Linked DNA regions of Salmo salar: region 1 is linked to region 2. The links are chromatin contacts, called in public Hi-C maps. All regions are on one chromosome and are shown on one strand. The core of a region is the stretch at or near the end of the contact, and the rest is flanking DNA. Distances in the headings are between cores, read along the strand shown. Region 1 overlaps LOC106567980 (nuclear receptor corepressor 1). Region 2 overlaps pigl (phosphatidylinositol glycan anchor biosynthesis, class L).

Evidence for each region. Hi-C and Micro-C count contacts between places; a contact is called where the count stands out from the background.
Region 1: a Hi-C map of muscle shows a contact between it and region 2, with 7 times the contacts expected there. The contact joins two enhancer-like sites. A contact is called at or near these places in 2 of 3 Hi-C or Micro-C datasets (gill and muscle).

The regions. Positions count from the first base shown.
Region 1 is chrssa13:77,493,048-77,495,924 of Ssal_v3.1, reverse strand. LOC106567980 (nuclear receptor corepressor 1) reads right to left here. Exons shown (of 47, transcript XM_014137920.2): 41 at 2,264-2,484; 42 at 1,894-2,049; 43 at 1,209-1,351; 44 at 869-922; 45 at 464-652. Among protein-coding and RNA genes, the nearest start is that of zswim7, 14 kb to the left of the region's middle. Within about 2 kb of position 1,449, at least 1 of the 13 cell types and tissues checked has an H3K27ac peak or open chromatin away from gene starts, as enhancers often do. A contact at or near this core is called in muscle, where this site is marked.
Region 2 is chrssa13:77,366,923-77,369,734 of Ssal_v3.1, reverse strand. All of the region lies in intron 3 of pigl (phosphatidylinositol glycan anchor biosynthesis, class L), which reads left to right. Among protein-coding and RNA genes, the nearest start is that of LOC106567980, 10 kb to the left of the region's middle. Within about 2 kb of position 1,319, at least 4 of the 13 cell types and tissues checked have an H3K27ac peak or open chromatin away from gene starts, as enhancers often do. A contact at or near this core is called in muscle, where this site is marked.

The DNA of each region.
Region 1 (2,877 bases), core at 200-2,699, 130 kb before region 2:
TTCCGTCATAATGGTCAATTGTGAATGAGGAAAAAATAATAATTACAGGGGCAGTTTGGTAAAACGAATCCCGTCTGAATCGTCCACTGTTAAAACGGACATGTTGGGGTAATAATTACATAACTGCCGTTCTATAGTAATACTAGTCACGTGCGAATAGGGCTTTAGTCACCCTAATATTGGCCATCCTACAAAGGGTAAGAAAAACTCAACCTTTGAACAGATTATGATAGAGACCATTGGTTTTCTGAGTATCTACACAATTAACATAATTTTACCCATTGGTCAAAATATTTTTGATTGGACACCCTACAAAGTACTCTATTCCAATGGATCTTTAGAGACAGACAGGGTTAAAAAGGAGTGTGTGTGTGTGTGTGTGTGTGTGTGTGTATGTAAATACGTAAATGTTTACTCCTGTATAGTGGTTTCAGTCTGCTGCGTGTGGTTGTTTGCCACTGACCCATGCTCGGCGAGGGGTTGGCCTCCTGGCGGGCCTCATTGCTGGGGGTGTTACAGCTGGGCTGAGGCCCTCCCTGGTGCTCCTCTGGCCTTTCTTCCAGGTTGCCCATCAGGGCCTTCCGGATGATGTCCTCCAGGCCAAGGTTACTGGCCGGATCGCTGAAGGAGTGGTTCCTGGGGTTCACGCTGCCTGGCGGGCCAAACACACACACAGGACGAGGGGGAAGACATGGAACAGCCACCACGGTTGTGTTCATTAGGGTATTCAAACAGAAACATACAAAAAAATGTTTGTTTCAATTTATTTCATAACATTTTTGGTTGGTTTAAATGATTCTAGTATGTTTGAATATGAGTATATGGTGATAGAATATGATCCTATGCTGTTAGAAATGTTTATACTCACTTGAGCTGGTCACAGCGGGCAAGTTGAAGATCTCTGTGCCTGGTTGTGCATTTCCTGAAAGGAGAAACAATAGCATAGCTCAGTTAGCAAACGAAATGTCTGACTGCAAACTAAAATGACGCTAAAAGACAGAGTTAATCGTTAGTCGTTTTACAGTATGTCTTCCTATTACAATGTTACCCGTTGTTAAATGAGAAATGAGTGCAATGCACAGAAAATATCCTTTAAATTAATAAAATACAGTGCGAATTGAGTTCCATCAAATGTTATATTTTTTCTATCTTGGAATGCTTTCTTAAATGATGTTAGTACAAGGAAGATAAGAAGAGAGGCAACTTACCTACATCAGAATCCCCGACACCAGAGGAGTTTAACTTACGAAATATCTCCTGCTTCTTGGATTTCACCATAGGGGAGGTGTTCTCCAGCTTGGTGAAGAAGGAGGGCAGGTAGCTGACACTGCCAGGGGAGCGAGAGTCGCCCCTGTAACCAGAGAAAGGCCACCATGGGGTTAAGAGTCAGGCAGCAGAGGGATGATTAGGCTAGCGTGCCACTGGCACCTCCCCCCAGTTTCCACTCTGTTAGCATGCCAAACAGGTCACAGCTGCCCACAAGGCACATTCTGTCCATGGGCACTGAAGGTATCCAGTATCCACACGCACAAATGCACGTAGACATACAAAATAAATCGCTGTCATGCTTTTTGGTTTGTCAACTTAATGGCCGAAACATACATATATGTCTAGTGATATCATTGGAAGTTGCATTAGGTCAGGGGTGTCATTCCATGGAGGGCCTAGTGTCTGCCGGTTTTTTCTTTTTCTTTTCAATTAAGCCCTAGACAACCAGGTGAGGGGAGTTCCTTACTAATTAGTGGCCTTAATTCATCAATCAAGTACAAGAAAGGAGCGAAAACCCACAGACACTCGGCCCTCTGTAGAATGAGTTTGACAAGTGTGCGTTAGGTGAACATAAAGAAATGCGAGAGCGCCCACTACTTAAGAAGATATGCCAGTCCTACACACCTCATCTCAGGCTGGTCAGCCTCTCGTCTCTGGGGTTGTTGCTGCTGCTGCTGCTCTCTGGCCTCCTGTTGTTTATCCTGGTAGCTCTGGGGAGGGGAGATGGGCTCATAACTCTCCACGGCCCCCCTGCCACCCCGATCAGGGGATTTACCAGGTCTGGGGAAGGGACAGAGGAAGAGAGGGAAAAGTGATAATTTGATGGAATGGACAGAGGTGCACCACCAGGGTTATGTTCATTAGGGAGAAAATGTTTTGCATGGGAGGTACAACCTGAACTTATTGCAAACCGTTTAGCTACGGTTTACCCTACTAAACAGGCTGGCTTGGTCAAGAGGTTGTGTTGGGCTACTGGTGGGTGTTGTTACTGTACCTGGCTCTGGGCTTGTCAGTGGCGTTCTCAGGAGACACTCTGCTGGGCGTGGGTCTCTGGTGGTGTGATGGGGCCTGGGTCTGGTTCTCTGGGCTGTAGCGGCTGTGGCCCTTGGCACGGCCCCCGGGGCCCGAGCTAGATACTGGCAGCTGGGCGCTCTGGAATGTGGTGGAGGACTGAGGAGGATCCTGGTTCCTGGCAAAGTCCTGGGTGATAATATGCTATAAAAGGAGAAAAAGGAGAGGACAGACTGATCAGGGAGATGTTATTACTTGGAGGCACACCTCCATTTTCAGTCTCTACCCTTAAATGTTTGTATCCAAAGTTGTCTAGTATAGGCTGTTGTCAGAGTTGTTGAGATCATCATTTGCAGTTCAGTCGATGGATCACTCAAGATATCATCACTCAACAAAAAGTGGTATAGGAGGCATACTGTACATTAATTGTTGGTAAAGTCATTTGTATTGGTTACACAGTAGATGGATTGTTGGCCTTAGGAACCCAGTTAAAAAGGGCTATGAAGGAACAAGTCATTGGGGTCTTCTTCAGGCTGACTACATAGCAGTTGCCTGACAGAACTCATGCCTGGATCGTTGTTTAATATCAGCTAACCA
Region 2 (2,812 bases), core at 70-2,569:
TTCATCCACTCCCACACAACCCATTATTCATTGGCCTGGAGCACACTGTACTGTAGTCTTCCCTCTGACTGACTACAGCAGTGACTCTATACATGCATCCCAAATTGTACCCTATTCCCAATAAAGTGCACTACTTTTGACAAGATACCTATGGGCCTTGGTCAAAAGTAGTGCACTTTTGAGACACAGCCCAACTCAGTCTTCTAACTTCTGCAGAGGTGACTAACTTCAGTGGCCTGCCTCATCACAGCCTCATTTGCCCTTGAGGCGTCCCTCCACCAAGTAGATACCGTATTTCCTAAGGAGGATGAACCTGACCTTTATAGTTCAGTAGGATATAAACTTTCAAGTGTCCTAGCCAACTTGTTGTTTTGGTATCCAGTAAGAGTTAAGAGAGTGCAGGAGTCATGTCAGAGTAGAGTCGGAGCATCATCCTCCCCCACTGTGTTTAATTATACATCGATCTGGTGGTAAAAATAGCTCTGGCTGATTTACTGGCTGCTGGCAGGGCAGAGCTGAGGACTAAGAGAAACGCACACACACACACATACACGCACTGAGGACTGACAGAGAATCTTGTGTTGAGTGGTGCCAACCTCTCACTGTGTTCCCATGTCAGCCACTCAACACACTGTCCTGGACAACTGTTAATGCAATCACAGTCACCACGTATGGGGGAGAATATTAGTCCAAAATAGTCTGTTGATGGTTGAAACACTCCATCGTCTTAAGGGCACACTCTATTTTGGACGGGGGAGATAAAGTGATATGATAGAGCTTATACTAAATAATGTGTGTGTATATTGAGAGAATGTTTTTGCATAGCAGCCCTTATCTGACCGAACACTGTTGCTAGAGCTATTTTAAGCTTAAATACATGTAGGCCTATAAGAGTACAAATAAACATTGTAGACATATTGAAAGTAAAATCACAGCCTATCAACCCCTCTGTAAAAAGATCAAATGTAACAAAACACATGGGCCTATTGTGTAACAGTCAATTTAGAATATGCTAGACTTCCCACAGTTCCGAAGTCAATTAAATATTGCAGTGTTTTCTTTTACATTAAACACAAAATGTCTTATGTAAGTGTGCCGTGAAGGAGTTAACCAACCAGCGGTGTGTCTCAGCGTTTTCCCAGCATGCCCTATAAACCTGACAGTGGGGACAGGAGCCTGAGCTTGCCTGGCAGTATCCTAGGCCTCTGGCAGGCCCATGTGACCAGACTAAACAAGGAAAGTGCTGTCTGTCTGTCAGTCTGTCCTACAGCATAGCACTGCCCCTCTTGTCTACTGGGCCAAAGTTCAACCACTGCATCCAGATGCCTGCAAGCAATTAGACATCCACATGCAAAGCTGCAGGAGGGGGGCTAGGAACAGGGAGGTTACTCTAGGGCGTTTGGCACTGTTGCCATAGCGAAGCTCACTGCTGCCTGCATCCCGCTTTGAGGAAAGGTCAGGTAGATCATCTGTCTTTTGTACATTTTTCTTCAATTTTTTTCCTCTCCTTGTCCTCTTTTGCTTAGCTACGGTTGCCAGGGTAAAAACTGAATCTTCTTTTCTTTTCAACCAGGCTTGTGGAAGAAGAACAGTAAGTTACAGTTGCACTTCAAAGCTAAATTTGACAACAAATGAACAATAGCTGTTTGCTGTGAAGGGTATGTGAGGTTTAAAGTTGATGTGTTTTGGTGTTGTTTACATGTCTTGTTAACGGAGATGAAGTTGGGAAGCCGAATATTCTTGTTTAACGTCTCACGCCTTTGCAACCAGAGAAAATGTCTCATTTTGTGTCACGCTTTACTTTTTCTACATTGTGGAGGGCAGACTACTTCAACCCTAATACCGCCCCCGTAATACAGCACCCTTCATGCCTGACCCCCATAGCCCTGGCAGGCGTTTGATTTGTGACCTGATCCATCAGTCCCTCCACAGGCACAACTGTCCTGACCCATTGTTATAAACCAAGGGGGAGGTGGGACGACCTCTATTCACCCTCTACCCCATCACCTCCGCCACCCACCCCATCTCAAAATGTACAAGACATCAGGTCATTGCTCTCTGTCCAGTGTCTACCCTTTTCTTTCTCCCCCGTTTCTCTCATTCATCTGCTTCCCTGACGTTGAGCTGAGGTGTTGTTTTTTTAACCAAGTACGTCAAATGTCATCATGCGTTCTATTAGCCCTATGCATCCATTTTGCAACAGTCAAACCTCCTATTCTTATTGTTGGTCAGATCAACATGTAACTAGCAGAGAAATGGTTAATCTCTGTGTGAGAGCGAGAGCACTGTACTGCTTTAGCCAGCCTTCCTAATGAAGCCCTCAGGACTTTGTTTTCATCTGAACTGCCCCGACCCGAGTGTGTCTGAATCACTCTCAACATGCTCCACTGCCTCGCTCTCTCTCTCTCTCTCTCTCTCTCTCTCTCTCTCTCTCTCTCTCTCTCTCTCTCTCTCTCTTGAATGTTTGATGTCTCTAGAGGGAAAGAGAGGCAGGAGAGAGGGAATGAAAGAGGAAATGAGAGCAAGCAAGAGAGAATGAAAGAGGGAGTGAGAGAGGAGAAGAGTGTGAGAGAGAGAGAGAGAGGCGAAGAAAACTGTGAAAGTGATCAGCATGAGTGACCCCCCCATAGATAGTTGGTGTGTTGAGTGATCAGGTTGTCTGATGGACAGACTAGAGTAGCTCAGGAAGGTGTGGAATGCACACCTGGATCCAAATAGTATTTGAAATCATTTAAATACTATGACTGTTTGATTAAGTCTGCCTCCAGTATGAGATGGGTGGGGTTTGCACTTTTTTGGGCTATTCCATTGG